Regions from separate parts of the Mus musculus genome. Here regions 1, 2 and 4 are each linked to region 3. Evidence: chromatin contacts called from public Hi-C and Micro-C data. All regions are on one chromosome and are shown on one strand. Each heading gives the region's core, a stretch centred on a gene start, on an enhancer-like site or on the middle of the called end of the contact. The rest is flanking DNA. Distances are from core to core; before and after follow the strand shown. Region 1 holds the start of Mkrn3 (makorin, ring finger protein, 3). Region 2 holds the start of Peg12 (paternally expressed 12). Region 3 holds the start of Ube3a (ubiquitin protein ligase E3A). Region 4 holds the start of Herc2 (HECT and RLD domain containing E3 ubiquitin protein ligase 2).

Region 1 (4,776 bases), core at 1,566-4,065, 3.2 Mb after region 3:
TTATTGTACAATTTTTATTTTGAAAACCTTTTTTCAAAAGTTCTTTGCTTATAAATTATACAATAACCAGATTTTTAAGATATTAAAAACAAACAACTCTATGTTTAAGTTCAGGAATTGTCTCTGTCAAGAAAAATGAGATGGTAACTTCATGTGAGGCACTGTTTCATTATTATAACACCAGGAAGCTGTTAATGGTATTGTAGGAATTTTCGAAGTCATGTTTTGTAAATCCATTAAAAAAAGAGTCAGATCCACACTTAGCAGTCATTTTTATTAGATGCTAATCACTGACATCAGTGCAGGGGCAGATTATCCACACAATTCACATACAGCCCACACACTTGGACTTTAACACTGGGCTTTCAGTTCTGCATTTATTTCAATACTTCAAACATATATATTATGGTGTATATTTATTTCCAGTTTTTTTCAAATACATCTTTGTATACATATACGCATATATATCATTCTTAAATATATATTTCCAAATATAAATAATTTCACATCAAGCCAAACAGGATAAAAACATGTAAACATATGCACCTCATTTTGGTCAAGTAAAACAGAACCACAAAGTAACCACAAGTTAACAAGTGCACTTGAAAGAGAAGGGAAGAAACAAACATGTAAACAAACACAGACAGCAGCTGCAAGGTCCTGTAAGGGTCCATTTTTTTTAAGGCTATATAGCAAAAAGCTCATAATTCAGTTAAAGACTTTTGTCACCTTGTCACATTTACTCTTAAGGGACTTCACAATGAGAAACTGTAAACACTAGACTAGAAGTGATTGAATCCTGTTGGAAAAAAGACATCACAAGTCATCAGTTGACAGAAATATTAATTCCACCAAACAATACTTATAAGATTTCTTGTTATTTTGTAACACAGAGAAACATCACAATCCTAGCAAGAAGAAATAGGAAATAGAGAAGAAAACAGCAATACTGCATAAAGATTGCCTCAGTAGCCTTTGAAAGCGATAGGGTTTTTCAGTCAATAAAGGGGAATAAGCAACAGCAGACAACAGAGCTTTAGCAGACCAGACCACATGCCACAGCGTGATACTACAGATTCAAACTGAAATATTCTTCCAGCTGGTACTGAAGCAAGAGCCAACGGTCATCAGAGAAGGAAGAACTGCCTCTCAGGCAAAGCAACTTCTTAAGCAACTGATTGGCCAGGCGAAGCACAGAATGCTCTTTTTTACGGCTTTTAAACAGCACGTTTCCCTCTCGCAACTGCACAGGCTCCAAAACTTGATGCCAGTATGCGCTTGATGATCCACCACCATCTGGTCTTGGAGGCTGATCTCTCCAGCCCTCGGGGTATTCATGCTTGTAAAAACAGAATTCTCCAAATGGGCAGTGACCTAGGCCTCCAGCAAAATACCTGCACGCTTTCTGGCTCATCCCCTCCTTATACTGCTGAACAAGTTTCTCCTTCTCCTCTTCCTCCTCCACCCAAAACTCACTAGGAATGACAAAGCCAGAGGAGACCCTGCACTGTGGGCAGGACTTACTGATCCTGTTCTCAAACTGTGTGGCACTTCTCCACCTGCGGATACACCTAAGACAGTAGGTGTGGTTGCAGCTGAAAAGAATGCCAAAGCGGCGGTCGCTGGGGTCAGCTTTCTCATAGACCACCTCCATGCAGATGCCACACACTTTGTCCATGCTGCGCTGCACAGCAAAAGAGAGTTCCATATCTCTCTCGTGTGCTTCAACGCAGGCCCTTCTATGAGCTTCCTGCTGAGCTGCATCCCAAGGGTGCAAGGCCTGCTGCCCGCACATGTCGCATATTTCTCCATGGGGGTATGCACACCTGTCCCCACGGAGGCATTGTCCCCGGGCAGCATAGCGGCAAAGCGGCAGCGGCATTGGCACTGGCATTGGCACTGGCATTGGCATTGGCACTGGCATCGGCATCCCCATGCCCATAGCCATATGCTCTCTCTCAATTGCCGGGCTCTGCAGAGGAGCCTCGGGACCATGCGGGGGGACCATGCGACCTCGGTAAGGCTGTCCAGGAACAAATTCAATTGCCCCCTCCCAGCCTTCTGCACCCGCTCCCGCTGCAGCACCTGCTGCAAGGCTTGCATTGTCAATCTCGGCTTCAGAGAAGCCCCTTTCAGCAGCTGAGCGAATGCCTGCATTGTCAATCTCAGCTTCAGTGAAGCCCCTTTCAGCAGCCGAGCCAATCAGAGGCAAGGAGCTTGAGGATGCAGCAGGGGGGGCTTCCGCCACTTCCTGAGTCGGGGGCTCCCAGCGAGTGGCCATCTTGGGTCCTCTGTCTGCAGAGGCCCGAGGCTGAGCATCTTGCCCCCCCCTAGATCTCCGCCGCCCAGAAAGGTCGTGAGAGTAGCGACAGTTATCGCCCTCCTTGCACTGCCCATGCAGATAATACCTGCAGAGGATTTGCTTCGTCCAGCTGCCACTGTTGCGCTCCGGACCAGACCGGGCCCCGCCCCCTTCGGCTGGCGCTGGCCTCAAACTCGCCGCGCGCCGGATCGCTGGGCCTGGAGTCACCAGGAGCGGTGCCAGACCCGATGCCTGCTGCAGAGGGGCCGAGCTGACTCCCGCAGAAGCTCCAGCAGCCTCAAACTGAGGAGGGGGGGGAACAGACACACCCTCCCCCCCTTCAGCACCTGCCTCGGCGCCGGCGGCCGCGTGGGCCTCAATGGGAGCTGTAGACTCTTCCATCTTACAGCGTGCCTCTAACACTGTCCAAAAACCCGAATATTATATCTTTTTTGTGCTTGAATTGCGGAGCTGGAGATGGCTCGACCAGCTTCTTCTCGGAGCGAAGTGCATCGATTTTTGTCTTCCCACCTGCTCCCCGTTCCCTGGAAACTTTAGTTCCTACCTGTTTACAGGCAGGCGGACACTTCCGGTTGTAACACCATTCCTAGGGCTTCACCGGAAGTTGCTTCCGCCATGTTTTTCGCGTGCCTGTTTCTGCTTGAGACACTGGGATGGGCTTCTGCCGGCTTTCTAAGTGCGACTCTGAACCCCCCAATCCCCGTTTCCACAGTGTTTCCCCTCAAGGTTGATGTTTTAAACTCTCCAGGTTTCAGTTGTATACATTGCAGTTTATTTGTGTGTGTGTGTTAAGAAAACGCTACACACATTGCCTTTACCGTCTGCTGCTTGAACATAAAACATTTCACTCACATTAAAAATTATTTTTCAGTTTCTTCTGTCGTTTGTTTATAGGCTACTAATTTTTAAGATCGGACAGTGTCCCTGCCAAAGCGTTTCTCCTTCAATGCTTGTAGATCTGACAGGATTCTTTGGGTCTTTTTTTCCCTTGAAGGGTTAATTTGCGTGCACTTTAATTAGGAGGGAATCCCCTGCCCCGAGGCTACTCAGAGCCTTTCACTTTCCTGCCTTTGTTACATTCTCCCGGACCCCCAACAATGTAGAAGCCTGGACTTTGCCCAACCCTGATGAAGACTTAATAAGGCAAGGTCTGAGAATGACCCAGGCTTTAACTTTTCTCTGTTGGTTGGATTCGGAGACCCTTTGTTCCCTGCCTTCCTTTTCATCCCATTCTGCTCTACAGAGCTTTTCATAATACCAGCTCCTCTTTGCACCCCAAAGTGTCTCATTTCCATTTCTGCACTGAGCCAGTTCTTTTTCTTTTTCTTTTCATTTTGCAGATATATACTATTGGGCTAATAATTTTATATGTAGTTCTACACTGCTACATGTACTTACTACAGTGGCATACTAAATTTTATAGTATAGTTTTACGTGGGTTTTTATTTTTAGTAATAATCATGCTTTCTTCCTTTCCTCACCCACTAACTTGAATTAGCAATGCTTCAAATATTTTATTTACTATTTAAAAAAATGAAATTATGCTCAGAAAAATAATTTTATTGGAAGGAGTCTCACAACCTAAGGTTAAAAAACTCTGAAAGCATATGATATAATCATCCAACTCAAAATATAAGTCTCAACTAAATAAATCCAACAACGATAAAACAAGATAAGAGGAACATAATCAAACAATATAGATAAGGGGGGATGAAGTCAAAGTAAACATGAAATAAGAACAATAGAATAGGCAAAATTTTTCTTGTGTAACTTATGAAGGAAAATAATAAAAGGCTCAGATCTCCAGCATCACATACTTCAAAAGAACTGACATTAAGTAATAAGAAACCTCAAAACAATGAGATGTTTTTAGTGCCACTAATTTATAAAAGACCTAAGTAAGAACTAGCAGATGAGAGTGGGGAAAAGATTTGAATATGAAACTTGAAACTTTCATTAAATGGTCATAAATAGATAGATAGATAGATAGATAGATAGATAGATAGATTAGTAAAAATATCAGAAACAAAAATAAAGATCTATTAGGTATGTTCTACATATGCTTAAGAAAATTTTGATATGAGGTATTTTAAAATGTGGACTCTGAAATGAACATAAAGGTTGAAAAGCTTATATTGTTTTAAAGTGCCCACTTGTACAATAGAGGGAAAAAAGCAAAAGAAAAGAAAAGGAATAAGACTTGTTAGAAGCAGAAAGTAATTAGTTCATTAACAGGCAAAAATGCTATTTGTATATAGAAAACTCATCTGCTTTGTATGCATATTTATCAAGTTTGATGTCCAAAAATTCAATAAGAAAAGAACAATTTGTGTCTCATGTATACAGGGATAAATGATACTTAAACATTTGAAGTGGATTGAATTTGTGGCAATTAAGGTTTTTTATTCTGTGAACTTCATTGTAATCAACTGAAACTCATTTTTACTTAAACA
Region 2 (5,229 bases), core at 341-2,840, 3.2 Mb after region 3:
AAAGAGGGGACAGACAAATAACGGTTACTTCTATTCAGCCCCAAGAGGGTCCTCTCGTGGTACCTCATGTTTTACATTGAAACCAGCACCGCAAAAGATGAGATGGTCTTTTAACTGTCATAAAATGTTCAAGTGTGGCATTTCGGGGCGCTCCCCGAAATTATGTCCATTCCTGTTTCCTCCTCCCCCAAAGTGGATCAGGAACCAGTCCTGGAAAGTACAGCAAGTAACGGGGATCATTGTCCTTCGTTCCATAGCTGGCTGAGTCGATTCTGAGAGCATGAACCGTGGCCACGTGGTGCCTGCTTGGCCCGGAGAGTCTGCGCGGAATTGTAGCGACCAGGTTGGATTATGCCAAAAAAAAAAAAAAAAAAAAAAAAAAAAGAAGTCCTGCTGACAGCCTGCGGTGCGCTCTACCTATATAATGTTTTAAAACAAACCTAACTCGTGGGTTTCAAACAGTTTGGGTCTCTCAACTCATGGAAATATTTGCGATATTTCGGCTGTCTTCCTTAGCTTATTTTCCTCTACGAGCCCCAGCTGGGTGAAGTCCTGGGTGAATCCCTTGGTCCCCTGCTACAGGTTGGTGCTGTGGCCACCGGGGTTATTAGCTGCCAGGGACAAGAAGGTCGTCCCTAGTTCTGAGCTGTGCCCTCCATCACAATCGCCAGGGTCGCTGCAGGCTGCACGGGGGCTCCCGGGCAAAGGCGGCTCATGCACCGGGGCTGACAAAGGCCCGAGGAACGAGTGAGCGGGAAGCTTTGCCTGTAGCTGTAGCCCTCGCGAATGAAGTCTCCGCACCGCCTCCTTGATGAGGTTTCCCGAAAGAAGGAGCTGCTGCAGGAGTCGGGGCGGGTCGCCGTCACTCGTGCGGGTCTCCGACTGAGATCCGCGTCGCTGTTGCTGGCGGCGGGACGCGGCTGCGTTCCGGAGCCAACCCCGCCGGCACCGGCCGGACAGTGGCTGCGGGATGCTTACTTTGCCCATCCCCGGGGATACCTCAAGGCCGAGCTGCTGGGGCAGCGCGCTGGCGCCCGGGGCGATCTCCGCCACACAGTAGGGCGCCGCCCGGCCCCGCAGGCGCCCGCGCTCCCCCAGCACGCAGCGCACAGCCCCCGGGGGCGCAGGGTCCCCGGCCTCCGCTGATGCTGCTCTCCGTAGCAGCCGCCTCGCTGGGGCCCCGGCCTTGTCCGCCGGCAGCGCGGCCAGGACCCGCGGGGGCGCGGGCGGGGGGCCCGGGGCAGCACATGGCGAGGCCGGGCCATCGTGCCTGGCGTCCAGCTGCAGCGTCTCGCCGATCTGGGCGATGAGCCGGTCCACGTCGGCAGAGCCCCCCAGAGTCACGGACTGCTGCAGCAGGAGGAAGCTGTTGTCGTCCTCCTCCCCCTCCGCCTCGTCGCCGGCTTCCTCTTCCCTCCGGCACGGCATGGCTCCCCCCGCCCGGGTCCCCGTGGCTGTGCGGGCGTCACTGGCGGCTCGGTTGACCGCGGGCTCGGCGGGACGCGTCTGGGAAGGGAGCGGGGCGGAGGCCCAGGCTGGGTGGAGGCCAAGTCTGGGACGCGGAAGCTGGGACCTCCGGGCAGGGACAGCGCGCGCCTTAGAGCCGCGGGAGCCGGAACCTGGGCTTCTCATTCTTGATTAAGAGAAGTGAACTTTTTTTTTTTTTTTTTGAAAAGTTCTTACAGCTGCTGTTCTAATCATTGCCACCAGAGGGACTCATATATGCTGAAATTCCTCTAGCAGAATTCAAAGAAACTGTTGTTCAACTTACGGGCCACCAGAAGGCAGACGATGCTCGGTTTAGTATACAAACAATTACAAACAGAATGAGATGCCTTAAGTTTGTACCTAAAACTACAGTGATTTAAAATGTTGTAAAAACTTTTCTGTTTTGTTTCATAGAAGAAAGTAACGATTCCATAAAAACACTAGATGAATAGACATGTTCCAACCCAGCTTTATCTGCTATAGTGAGCAAGAAAATTAGAATGGGCATCTGAGACAAATAAGCACACATTGGAGACATGAAATAGTAACATACATTTGAGAAAAAAACTGTAATCTTACTTTAAGAGCCAACTAGATTTTTACATAGTTCTCATTTTGCTCTTTAAGGGCAAAGAGGGTACTACATTGTCATTTGCTGATAGTAGAAAGAATGTTGGGAATATCAATCTAAAACAAGATTTCTGACACCCACTGAATGGGAACTTGGATAATTATATTAGTTTTTCAAATTCCTTTCTTCAGTGAGTTTTCTGTTTATTTGGTTGTGGTTTTTAATCACTCTATACTGATGTTCTTTTGTTGTAAATATGTATGCTCCAAGGTTGAAACTTGTCTCTTATAGAATCTCAATTTTGAACTGTTTTAGAGAAGCCTAACTCGTAAGTGTTCATGCTTGATGAATCAACCCTTTGTTTGCTCTGAGATCTCACCAATAAACTCATTTGCGGTTGACTCATTCTGAATGCGTGTGCCATATCATTATCAAGGCTCACAGTTTTATAAGGGTGCTTCTCGTTCCATCATCATTTCTTGAAAGTAATTGCTCTGTGATTATTATACTTTTATACTGTTGTCAGAATAGACTGATGATCTCACTCTCAATCTATCCCCAGGATTTCCATTCTGAATTACATATTTGTGCCTACTCTTTTTACTGATACAAGTTTGTTTGTTCTCATAGCGAAAGAATAGTTTCTAGTCATCATGGGACATGACACTTTATGAGTTTGAGAAAATCCCTTCTATTTATAGTTTTATTTTATAGTTTGTAACAGGACTGAGTGTTGCTTTTATAAAACTGGGGGTTCTTCATGTGTTAAAATGTCCCTTTTTCCTTTTTCAGGCATGGATAAGATGAATGAATGAATCAATGTTATAAAGTGTTGAATCAGCCTTGAACATTTGAGGTAAGCCTCACTTGTTTATTTTATATTATCTTTTCCTTTAAAGGCTGAAGGATATTTATTTGTTTGTTAAGAGATTTTGTGACATATTCACCTAGAAACATCCGTCTTCTTCTCTTGGTAAGTCTATATGTCTTTGGAATTGCATAAATGGAAAGTTCATACATTGTTACTTCGTCACACTTTTTGGAAACAGCCCTTGAAATCCACAACTTTATCTTGTGGGTAAGAGTTTGAATTACTCTTGCAATGTGGATCAGGCTGGCCTTGAGCTCCGCATGCTGCTGCCTTGTTTTCTATAGTTTCTCAAGTGCCTTCCCTTAAACATTTTTTGGAGTTGTGAAAGTATATTGGTCTCATGCTGTTGTTCATATTCACAATGCTATTCATAGCATTGTGTTGGTAGTGAAGAAATGAGACTTTTTTGAGGCTTAATCATTTATCCAACAAAATGGGCTGCCCTTACACAATCCTGGATGAAGTTGGTTCCATCGATAAATAAATTCCTTTGGGGGGGGAAACGCCATAGAATCACAACATGACATACTAGTTTCTTACTGTTTTTATAATGAGTACACTAGTGTCTTAGTTAGGGTTTCTGCTGCAATGAAACAAACTGAAGCAAAGCGCATTGCAGTAGGGAAGGTTTATTTGTTTTACACTTTCACATCATAGACTATCATTAAAGAAAGTAAGGGCAGGAACTCAAGCAAGAGAGGAACCTGGAGGCAGGAACTGACCTGGAGGCAAGAGAGGCTGCTGCTTACTGATTTGCTCCCTATAGCTAGCTAAGCCTACTTTCTTATAGGACCCAGGGCCACAAATCCAGGGCTAACAACACCCACAATGGGCTGTGCCCCCTCCACCCAATCAATCACCAATTAAGAAAATTCCCTGTAGGCTTTCCTATAGTCCAATCTTATAAAGGCATTGTTTTTCAATTGTGGTTCCCAATTGATGGCTGTAGCTTGGGTCAAACTGATGTAAAAGTATCCAGCACAATTATGAAATGAGAACAAAATATATTCAAATAATTATGTAGATTAATAACATAGTTGCTTAATGTCATTATTTGATGAAGTCCCAAAGGCCCTTGTGCCAACAGTGTACTAGATAAATAAGAAGTGTTAAACACTCAGAATTTGTCTCCTCACTAAATGCCTGATTCCTACCCAGAAAGCTGGGAGTGGATGCTATTAACAACCTGGTTACCTTTTTCTACTGTGTAGCCAGACTTCTCCCAGTCCTTCATAATGATTATCCAAGACTCTACATCCACATACCTTTATGCTCCCAGTCAATAGCATCTCACTTTAGGAAAGATGTCGTATTTATTTTATAGGTGTATTTCCTGTAAGTTATCTCAATCAGAGACCAAACTATATTCTATGTCTTTAAGACTAGATGAAGTCAGCCCTTATGTTTATTGTGAACTAGTAATTGGAAGGATTATTGTCTGGAAAGTTTTCAAATTCTATTGAGTTGAAATACACTTGCAATCAATGAAATGGCATTGGGTTTCCAAAGATTGTTCCAGACTTAATATGTAGGGCTGGAATGATTTTTCATTTTGATCTCTTGTGGATTGTTTATCTTCCTGGAATGATACTTCCAGGGTCTCTTGCAATTACTGCATCTTTTTTTTTTTTTTTATGGGAGAGTAAACAGGTCGTTGTGTTTTCTTTTTTTTTAATTAGGTATTTATTTCATTTACATTTCCAATGCTAGCCCAAAAGTCCCCAACACGCTCCCCCACCCACTCCCCCACGCACCCACTCTCCCACGCACCCACTCCCCCACCCACCCACTCCCACTTCTTGGCCCTGGCATTCCCCTGTACTGAGTAAGATAAAGTTTGCACGACCAATGAGCCCCTCTTTCACTGATGGCCGATTAAGCCATCTTCTGATACATATGCAGCTAGAGACATGAGCTTTGGGAGGCACTGGGTAGTTCATATTGTTGTTCCACCTATAGGATTGCAGATCCCTTCAGCTCCTTGGGTACTTTCTCTGGCTCCTCCACTGGGGCCCTGTGATCCATTCAATAACTGACTGTGAGCATCCACTTCTGTGTTTGCAAGACCCGGCATAGTCTCACAAGAGACAGCTCTATCTGGGTCCTTTCAGCAAAATCTTGCTAGTGTATGCAATGGTGTCAGCCTTTGGAGGCTGATTATAAGATGGATCCCCAGATATGGCAGTCTCTAGATGGTCCATCCTTTCTTCTCAGCTGCAAACTTTGTCTCTGTAACTCCTTCCATGGGTGTTTTGTTCCCAATTCTAAGAAGGGGCAAAGTGTCCACACTTTGGTCTTC
Region 3 (5,129 bases), core at 1,326-3,825:
AATAAAAGATCATTTCAGCAATAGAATTTTGTATTCTGCATATATCAGTGTCAAGTAAGACATTGCCTTTAAATGAAGTATTATATTCATAATTATTGATTAACCAGATGCCTTTTTAAAAAAGACTTATTTATTTATTTTATGTATACAAGTATACTGTTGGCTATTAGCCCTTTCTTGGATGTAGGGTTGGTAAAAATCTTTTCCCAATCTGTAGGTTGCTGTTTTGTCCTGTTGACAGTATCCTTTGCCTTACAGAAGCTTTTCAATGTTATGAGATTTCATTTGTCAATATTTGATCTGTCCATAGAGCCAGAGGCATTGGTGCTCTGTTAAGGACATTTTCTCCCGACCATTTTTTTGTGTTGAGGATTTATACGTTTTCTGATCATTTTATCCTAGCTCAGGAGTAGCATATAAGTATTAGTTGACACCCAGAAAACCATACAAGTGCTCAACGGTTCTAAAAAACTTTTACAGGCCTGATTTCCTCTTTAACCGATTTACTGAAGATATGTACAGAGATTTTCTTGTATTGTTTTACAAGGCTCAGGTTGTTCTGAGTAAATAAATAGTAGACACTAAGCTTGTTTAAAGAATGAATATGCTTATACAGTTGCATGGTTCTTTTACATTTGAAATGAGAAAATATTTCAAACTATTGAGGCTCATTTAGACCTTATTACACACCTAGATACCAAGTAGCCTTTCCTAGAAAGTGTGTCTGAAAAATGAAAAAATATTATGAAAAGTATACAAATATGTTGGCAGGAATCATTCATGGTAATAATTTTTAGCATAAATATTGACTTCTCAACCTCTCTTTGAGATAGTCTCTTTTTATAGTGAGGCCTGCCATAGAACTCAAGATTTTCCTGCCTATGTTGGGGTTTCAGGCATGTACCTTTATGTCTAGCATTAATGTTTCTAAATTTTAAAAATGATAAATCAAAATACATGAAGTCCTGAACATCAGAGGCCCATATAAGAATACATATTGAACATTAAGTAAATAATTTCTTCAGATTGTTAAGAGAAATTAGTATTCTCCATGATCTCCATATAGAACTTGACTGGCACTTGGATATGTATTTCCTTTAAACTTTTAAGCTTTTTAGAAGTCTGGGCTGCTGGCTACATTTTGATAATTCACATGACTAGACCATGACCTTTCATTTTCAGACTTTTATTTAGGAGTGAATAGCTGAAAGCGTCTTCACATGCTGCAACAGTTTATGTACTTTACTTTTCTTAGCAGTCTAATGATTTTCAGTTTTGGTTTTGTATTTAAATAGTTTGCAAAGATAACTCTTTAAAGGGTTACATTTATTACTGGCCCCTTTCATATAATACAATGGTATTCCAAATGAGGATCTTTAATGGATGGAGAAAAAAAAAGAATAGAAAAAATTTAAAGTATCTTAAAATCTGATATAACAGTTGCACTTATTATTTATCCTGTAATAGTTTACACACACACACGCCTATTATTTTTTAATTTTAAAAAATTGCAAGCCTTTAATCCCAGCATTCAGAAAGCGAATCTCTGAATTCAAAGCCAGCCTGGTCTACAGAGTGGGTTCCAGGACAGCCAGGGCTTCACAGAGAAATCTGTCTTGAAAAACCAATAATAAAAATATTTTTTATAGTGGGGAGATCTTTCATATATATATGATGTGTATATATATATACACACACATACACACACATTATAGGAGCTGTAATAAACAGAAAAGCACATTAATACATGTGATTGTTACATTTTGAGCACTAGATGATTAAGGCTTACTAAGTTGCAAGCCAGGAAATAACATGTCAGCTAGTCTTTATAATAATTTAGTGTCAAAATCATTAACAACAAACCTAAGTTAAACCCTCACTCCGGTACCAACAAGTCACATGGCTCTAACAGGGTTCGGGTGTTCTGTAAATCAAAATTAGTCTCTATCCACGTGTGATCAAGCAAGGCGGTTTCTTCTCAGTTGACATCTACTGGAAGACAACACAGGAGGGGCTGGGCTTTTACCTACTAGTCTGGTAAGCCAGTGACATATCATGTTCTGGCAGAGGCTGATGGCCTTGTTTGCTGAAAGGTTGCCCAATCTCAACGCCTGAATCCTTTACTCGGACAGTTCGGATGAAAAGTCGTAAGGGTCAGCTCTAGCAACAAAACGCTTCTATGCCTCCTCGTGCCGCCAGTAGGCTACACCCTCTTGGCCTATTCGTCCCTCTGACTCCTGGGCTTTGCTAGGCTGGGTAGACCTGTCCGCTCTCGCGAGTACACCGAAGCACACTGGTCTATAGATTGAGTAAAAGGAGCAGAGGCTAAAAACACCAAGCCTCTCTCAGCCCAGTCTCAAGATGGCGACGATGCTGGCCAGCTTCCACCCAGCCCAAGGCCATCTCCCCTTCCCAAAGGCCCCTGCGCCGCAGGCGAAGGCGAGCTAGAGGAGGGCCCCACAGAGCTGCGATCGGGGCGGGGCAGAGCCCGTCGCCATCCCACGCACGCGCAACCCCGCCTCGCATCCCGCCTCCGGACTCCGAGCCCTCGCCCGGCAGGGTTGGCGCGCGCTGCCTGTCGGGATACTCGGTCCGCCCACCTAGTCCTCTCGTCCAGTGCTGCGTTCGCGAGATCCGTATTTCTCCCAAGATGGTGGCGCTCCTCTTTGGGTGACTCCAGGAGACGACAGGGCCTTTCGTCTTTGCCAGCACCTCGTCGCCCCTCCTGCGCTCGCTCTCTCGCTCGCGCACCGGGCCACGCAGCTGTTCACCGCCTCGTTACGCTTCTCTTCCGTCGACCTGTCGCTGACGGTGGCGCCTCCTTCTGCTTCTCTTCGGAGTTGCTCGCCGCCCTCGCCCCCCACTGTGGACAGATCGCGACAGCAGCGCTTCAGCGCCGACTTCAAGGTTGCCCAGGCGCCTGGCCTCTCGGCCTCGGTTTCCTGAGGAGAAGCGCGGGTCCCGCATGAGACCCGGCGGTGGCGCCAGCGAAAGGGAACGAGGCGGTGGCGGGCGGCGGCGGTGGACGAGGGCGACAAGGACCAGTGAGGCGGCCGCAGCTGCGAGGGCCGCAGCCCACGCGCGGGGGCGAGGACAGGTCAGTGCTGCTGCGGCTGCGGCCTGCCCGGCGCGCTCCCTCTGGTCTGTACCGCCGGTCCCCTCGTCACCCTCCGGCCCGCGCTGACAGGGTAGGCGCCGGGCCCTCACCCGCCTCCGTGAGCGAGTGCTTGGGGCGCGTGGTCTGGAGGGGCCGGTGCCAGGACTAGGCCCTGGTGGCTGCGGCTGCTGCAGCCTTAACTGTCAGTGCTGGCTGGACGCAGGAGGGAGGGTTTTGTCACCCACGGGTACCCGAGTGGGCCCGGGGTGGGGCGGACGTGCAGGGCGTCGAGATCGGGGGCCTCATCTAAGCAGAGATCGGAGAGCCAGCCGTGGCTTCAGGCTGCGAAAGGCAGGCCTTTTCCTCCAAAGGGGCGCTCTGGTGGGGAAGACATATTTAGATGTGTGCTTAGTGGGTTGGGGTATTGGGGGTGGATTGGAAGGAAGACGGATGAAGCGGCACCTCAAGCCCAAGGATTGCGCTCTGGTTTTATTCGTGTGCTGCTTCTGGTAGGATTCAGTAGTTGAACGTGAGTTACTGATTCCTCAGAAACTGCTGTGTTAATTTTCAATGCAAACCTGTAAGCAGTTGGCCTCCTCCTCTTCTCCCCTCCCCCTTTTCAGTTGAGAAAATGAAAAGGACGTTTTCCCCATTTTGATGCGGAGGCTTTTTGTTGGAAGAATCAGAGTTGAATGTGCTATAATTGCGTTAGCCTTAAAAATAGAAAGTATAATTTTAATAAGACTTTATCAGCTTTAGAAGAATCCTCTAAAGACAATTTTACGTCAATTTTTTTTATGTCTTTTGAGCATGCTAAAATAGAACAGTATAAAATCTCTTTGGGATTGCGTTAAATAGCTAGTGTACTGTTGGAAATGTTAACTAAATAGTATATGGGATGTGTTATCCACCATTATCTTACTTCGTGAAGGATATTCGTATAACCCATGGTTTTGGGAGAAGCAGCAGATTATGTTAAAATGTTTTGGATAGGGAAGTGCGTTTGAAATAAAGATGGCCTGAACTTTAAGAAATACAGCTGTTAAAAAGCTAAATATCAAAGCCCTATTGGACAAGAGACACGACGAATGTTTTTGACACACCTCAGATTAGTTAATACTCTTAAGATATCTTTTTGGTAAATTATGTAAATTTAGAATTGAGGAGAGATAAAAGGAAAATTTTGTCTTGTTATGTATGACAGAAATTGCTTTAGTATTAAATTCTCCTCTTAAATAGACTGCTTACTGCACTTTTAAGGAAGTGGATACTGCATCTGTATTGCTGATAAGCCTAAGTAAGGATGACTGTAAATCCATAAATACTTAGCTTTACAAAAAAGCCATGTATCAGAATCTGTAATAAAAATGAGAACTTCAACAATTCGCAGTCTATCGTTTAAGAAAGATACAGCACATAATAAAGATGAGATGACTTGTAGTTTTGTTTTCAAAATCAGAATGTAGGTTGTGAAATAATTTGTGTCAATATTTACCTTGCATGGTGTGTTGTGAAGTGGTATACACATACTTCTTTGGATGTTGCTCTTCATATAACTGAGGAGCTTAACTTTGAGTTTAGAAAATTCCTTTTGTATGCAGGTTTTGTAGGTGGCTTTTTTATCCCTGAAATAGCCACCATCACCCTTTTTTTTTTTTTTTTTTGAGAAAGGGTCTTATGGTATATCGCTGGATGACGTCTAACTCTCCTCTTGGCTTTGTCTCCAGGGTTCTGCGATTAAAAATGTATACCACCAGGACCGGCTATTTACCCTTTTTATGGTTTTAAATTAGAAAAATGTGATTTCTACCTGAGACAAAACTCATTCTATTTGATTCGTTTTTTTTTTTTTTTTTTTAACATTGCATTCATTAGGTATCTATAATGTCTCTGACATGTAAATTTTATTCAGTTGTATTTCTTAAACATTTGTGTCTTCCCTCAAATAATTGCAGTAATAATTGTTTCTCTCAATTTTTATGAACATTTTCTTTTTAATTGGCCATAGCTATTTTTTTTTCTGTTCAAGAGC
Region 4 (5,280 bases), core at 430-2,929, 3.2 Mb before region 3:
CCCTTCTCTAGTAGCTCACTCTGTCTCTGTGTATTTTGTACTTTCTTATCTCCCTCTCTGTGTTTCTGGTTTCAAGAAATCTTGGCTGAGTTTTGAGACCTTGCTTTTCCTGCTGCCTCAATCTTCAAATTGACAAATAAACACACACAGACACACACACACACACACACACACACACACACACACAAAACCTCTGCCATCCTAGACACTTCACCACATTGCCTCACTATGGTTTGAATGTCCCTTCAGATCTCCTGTTGAAATATTACAGTTTTTGTCGCAGTATTAGGAGGTGGACCCTTTAAGATGTGATCAAGTCAAGTAGACTATGCCTCATGGATCAAAATGATGTGTTTGCTTGGTGTATTCTTGCCACACATGGGTTCTCTTGCCTCTATACCATGCTATGCAACATCAGAAATGCCGTCACCAGATACCAGTGCTATGCTCTTAGACTTAGCCTCCAGAAGTGTGAGGTACAAATGCCTGTATTTATTATTCAGTCATGTTGTTACAGCAACACAAAATGGACTACAAACATCGTTTTTTTAGAGCTAGCAGACACAGTTCTAAAAATGTACGTAGGTAAACATGCTTCAGTATGTGGAGGGACGAAGGGTGTCTTGCATGAGAAGGGAGCCTAAGGGCCAGAGATGCCTCCTCGGGTGTTACCTTCTACTGGTAATTATGCTGTCATGCCTCAGGTTCAAAGCCCTGTCCACCCTAACTGTATTTTGGATGTGGTTGAATTTGAAACCTTGTTCAGATACTTTTGAGTTGAAGCAGAAGTAAATTAGAGTCACACAGTCTTTGGGAGGTGTGATAGACTGTGGATCTTTTATACTGCTTCCTGCTGCTTGAAACAGAGATGTGATGTCTGAGCTATGGCAAATCCCTTGACCCTTGGGAGTGAGTTTGAAGATACATACCAAGGATGACAAAAGACAGGTATTTTAACGTTGCAACTGGGCCACCATACCACTGTGGCATATCCCTCATTGCTGCCTTCTAACACGTGGGAAAAAAATGAACCATCGTATTTAAAACAACAAATCGCACCCAGTTCCTATTTCAAATGTTCTAAGTCCTTTCTTTGCCTTCTCATGGAAAAGTTTAATTTCCACATGCTTGAAGATTATGTTATGTTTTATTTGTAGTTATTTGATTATTCCATGATGATCAGAGAACATATTTTGTGTGATTTTAATTGCTCTTTTCTTACTCCCGCACCCCCATTCCCCCAGGGTCTCTTAACCCAGAATTCACCTGCTTCTGCCTTCCTGGTGCCAGGGTTAAAGGCGAGTACTACCAGGCCCGGATCAATTACTTTTTCTTAAATTTCCTCTTCTGTCCACTGACTCAAAGGCCAAAAGGACGCTGTCGTTAAAGCACAGGGAGCCTCGAGAACCTCGTCCCGCTGCAAATACCTTACCAACTTCGGGTCCCTGGAAGCAAACACAGTCTGGGAAGGGTTGGGACTGGGCAAGCCAGCGTGCGTGCGCACAAGTCCCACCTCCCGGCGTCTGCGGTTGGCTCTCGCTGAGCGGGTGAGTCTCAAGAAGGAAGCTGAGTCGTGCTGAAGGAAGCGGAAGTTGGGGGAGGGGCGTGCGACGCTGCTCGTCCATTGGCTGAAGCCGTCTCTCACCCTTGCGCTATTGGGCGGGCGCAGCCATGCGTCAGCGTGCGCTTCGGGCCGCAGACTGGATCGCGAGCGCCGGCCGGCTCCTGCAGGGAGTGTTCCCTCAGCCGGCTGGCGGAGCAGGCGGCGCCAGGGCTGGCCGAGCTGGGCCGAAGGAGGGCGGAGGGGCCGAAGACGGGCGGCGCCAGGTCCGGGAGAGCGGGGCCCGGAGAGCGGCGGGCGGAAGGCGGGCGTTGGCGCGGAGGAACCAGGGCCTGTGCGCCTCGGAGGCCGCGCAGTCACGGCTGTCTTTTTAGTATTTAGGCGATTGTTGTAGATTTATCTGCAGACATGACTTTTGTTTATTTACCACACTCCGCCGGACTGCTGTAGGTATAGCGGCTGATGCACACTGGTGTCATTTGTCGTTGCGATAGTGAGTTTTTTTTCCTGACGTGTGTCTGTGTGTGTCCCTTTGGATTTAAAGGAGTGGGATGACATTGTGCAGTGGTCGCCGGTGACCACTGTAGGTCCGGCCGGCGTATTGGGAAATCCCAGCGACTCTACCTCTATTGGAAGTGGTATTTCCCTCCCTTCTCCCGTTCTGGGGCCAGCTTTCCCTCTCATCCCTCATCCTCTCGTCCCCTCCCCCAGCTCTCCTTCCCTGTTTTATGTTCTGTCTCGGCCGCGTTAAACAGCAGGATGGTGTAAATAGCAGTTTAAAGAAGCTCGAGGGCTCCAGCGTTTGTGTTTGACTTGCAGGTCTGACCACCCGGAGGAAACATGCCTTCTGAGTCTTTCTGTTTGGCTGCCCAGTCTCGCCTTGACTCCAAATGGTTGAAAACAGATATCCAGGTGGGGTGAACATGGTTTTCTCTTTTCTTTGTGTGTTCCTGTCTCTATAAAAAATGTTTGCTTGAGGAGAATGTGTGAGTGAATGGCAATTAGATCTTGTCTTAGGAAGATTATTTCTTATAATTTACAATGTGACATTTATTATGACTGTTGAAGAGATGCTATGTGGTTGTGGCTTAATTGAAGTTAGTTGTAAGTGCAAGAAACTTGAGATCCAGTTATGCAATTTTTCAGTATTTTTATTCTGGAGGCTTATTTTTATTTGTTTATTTTTTTAAGACAGGGTTTCATATTCCCAGGCTGGCCTTGAACTCCTCAGTGTAGGTGAGGATGACCTGACATCCGATCCTTTTGCCTCCACCTCTTGAGTGCTAGCATTGCAGCACCTTAACACCTTGCTGGGATTATGTGGTATAGTTAGGCAGGTATTTTACCAGCTGAACTCCATCCCAGGTCCTGCCAACATTCTTAATCAAGACTTGACTGTTGTTTGTTTCTTTTTCTTTTTTTCCCCCCTCTTATTTTTAGAAAGGGTCTCCCTGTTAACTCACTGTGCCTGGCTGGCCTCTGCATCCTGAGTCCTGGGATGAAAGGCATGTCCTGATATTTTTGCTATTGATTTTGTATGTCCTGATACTATGCAGGGAAGCAGGAAAGTGATATGTAGTTAGCATTTTCTGCGATTTTGTATTTGTTCTCCCGGAGAGGTGACAGTTTAGATGAGCTGTTGGTTTTATATGTCATCTGTAATTAAGAGAAATGCTCAGATTTTCACACCAGGAACAAGAGAAACAGAATGCTGGCTTGTGATGGTAATGTTTAATAAAGTAATTACAAGTGTTATCAGGAAATTATTAACTAAATGATCACAATAAAATTTTTGTAGATGGTTCCCTATAAGCTACTGTTGTTTATGAATAGTTTGGAAGAGTACTTTTGGATCTGGATATCACCAGCTTAAAAAAAGTGTCTGAGATGTTTCTATTGTCTGTGTATTCTTTCCTCCTTTTCGAGGCGAGGATGCTGAACACATTAAATATTTGTCAAACAATCGACTTTTTGTAACAGTCTTACGGATAGCTTATTATCAGCAATCACTACTGTAAGGCAGCGTATGCAGCGATTGATTATGGAGTTTTATAAATGGAAAGTTATTGCCTTCTCTTGATTTCCTTTTCCCTTTAAACTAGGGTTGAGTGCTGATAGATCTGAGTCCAAGTGTTGAGGACTGCTGGAGATGACTGTTGGAGATACTAGGTTTGCTGCTCATGGTGTGCTGTAATAGGACTGAGCTAAGGGATTGAAAGTACTTTGGTAGTTCTTAACCTTTGTTGTTTAAATACTTCTTTTAGTTTAGCTGTTAGTGTCTGCTTTCTTTTTGTCTTTTGTAAGCAGATTGGAGAGGTGAAAAATAAGTGATTTTTTTTTTTATATCTGAAATACTGAGAGTCAGACAAACTTTAAAAAACATTAAAGACTTATTTTTGTGTGTATATGATGTGAGTCAGTGTGTTCTTGTTGGAAGGTGTGCATGTGCCGTCCATGTGTGTAGAGGTTGGAGGACAACCCCAGTGTGAGTCCTGAACTTCCGCAGTGTGTGCAGCAGGATCTCTGTGTATATACTCCAGCCTGGCTGGCCGCGTGCTTCCACGGGAAATGTTCCTGCCTCTGCTTCCTGCCATCCTGTAGGAAAACAGATGACAGACACACTGCGCTGAGTTTGGCTTTTATATGACCTCCAGGGACCTAAAGTCAGGTTGTCAGGTTTTGTTGGCAATGACTTACCTGCTTAGTCAACTCCACACCCCAGGACAGACGCTTCAAGATTTGCTCTTTGGAGTTAACATATTTTGAGACACTTGTTGCAATAAAGAGATTATTCTAAGAGTTGGGAGCTTAGCGTAGTCTTAGAGTACATATAATTTTATAATTTTCTGTATTCAGTGTGATACTGGTATTTTGCCCTTTTTAGATATTTTAAATTTATTTATATATTTATTTTTACAAGTCTTCCCACTGTCTCCTAAGAACAAGTGACTAGGTTTTAGTTATACATCAGAGGAAATATGTGTTTGGTAATGCAGATGTCTAAATAGTATGGAAAAGTGGTTGTGCAGTTCTCCCAGCATTGCTTATTAAATATGGAGAATGCATGTTGTTCCCTAAGGCTTAGACACAGTGTCACTGTCTGGGACAGTGCACATACATCTTATGCTGGCAAGCTTTACTTTTATGTGGAGTTGGGGGTTGGGGAGAGTGGGGTTGCTTTCCTTGATTGAGAAGTTCCTCATTTCTTACTTAGGCTTTTCATTGACTTGTAGTCAGTAAATAGTATGTGGGAAAGACATACATATGTATGTATGTATATACATTTAGGACATTTATTTTGGTAAGCTTATTTTGTTGGAAATACCCAAGAAATTTTTAGTAATTTTAGAAAGGAGTTATTTTTGAAGTATGAATTTTTTGTTGTTGTTGTTGTTTTGTTTTTTTGAGACAGGGGTTTCTTTGTATAGCCCTGTTTGTCCAGAAACTTACTCTGTAGATCAGACTGACCTTGAACTCACAGAGATCTGCTTGCCTCTGTCTCCTGAGTGCTGAGATTACAACTGTGTGCCACTGTTGTCCAGTAAAGTCTGAAAACTTCTAATATGTCTATAATAAACATTGATCCTTGACTACTTTTTAAAGATATTAACATGCCAGGCTTAGTTCCTTGCAACCAGCAGTTTTTAATGCAGTGCCTGTTGCAAGCCAGTTACCTGTCTGGTTTTCACATACATATATAAGTATATAAATATATGTTT

The links. A called contact is a pair of places that touch in the nucleus more often than the background predicts.
Region 1: a contact with region 3 is called in a Hi-C map of the G1E-ER4 cell line, with 4 times the contacts expected there. The contact joins the promoter of Mkrn3 here to the promoter of Ube3a in region 3. A contact is called at or near these places in 2 of 484 Hi-C or Micro-C datasets (the G1E-ER4 cell line and rod photoreceptor).
Region 2: a contact with region 3 is called in a Micro-C map of embryonic stem cells, with 5 times the contacts expected there. The contact joins the promoter of Peg12 here to the promoter of Ube3a in region 3. A contact is called at or near these places in 1 of 39 promoter capture datasets (cranial neural crest) and 1 of 484 Hi-C or Micro-C datasets (embryonic stem cells).
Region 4: a contact with region 3 is called in a Hi-C map of B cells, with 7 read pairs. The contact joins the promoter of Herc2 here to the promoter of Ube3a in region 3. A contact is called at or near these places in 2 of 39 promoter capture datasets (cranial neural crest and pre-B cells) and 3 of 484 Hi-C or Micro-C datasets (B cells, CD4 T cells and uterus).

Annotation. Positions count from the first base shown.
Region 1 is chr7:62,417,338-62,422,113 of GRCm38.p6, forward strand. Mkrn3 (makorin, ring finger protein, 3) reads right to left here and starts at 2,816. Exons shown (of 1, transcript NM_011746.3): 1 at 256-2,816. The coding sequence starts at 2,704. The coding sequence ends at 1,070. All of the region lies in intron 1 of Gm32061 (predicted gene, 32061), which reads right to left.
Region 2 is chr7:62,462,920-62,468,148 of GRCm38.p6, forward strand. Peg12 (paternally expressed 12) reads right to left here and starts at 1,591. Exons shown (of 1, transcript NM_013788.2): 1 at 1-1,591. The coding sequence starts at 1,428. The coding sequence ends at 577.
Region 3 is chr7:59,226,175-59,231,303 of GRCm38.p6, forward strand. It overlaps Ube3a (ubiquitin protein ligase E3A), which reads left to right and starts at 2,576. Exons shown (of 11, transcript NM_001033962.2): 1 at 2,576-3,097.
Region 4 is chr7:56,048,476-56,053,755 of GRCm38.p6, forward strand. Herc2 (HECT and RLD domain containing E3 ubiquitin protein ligase 2) reads left to right here and starts at 1,680. Exons shown (of 93, transcript NM_010418.2): 1 at 1,680-1,827; 2 at 2,381-2,473. The coding sequence starts at 2,402. Gm34121 (predicted gene, 34121) reads right to left here and starts at 1,575. Exons shown (of 3, transcript NR_166588.1): 1 at 1,267-1,575.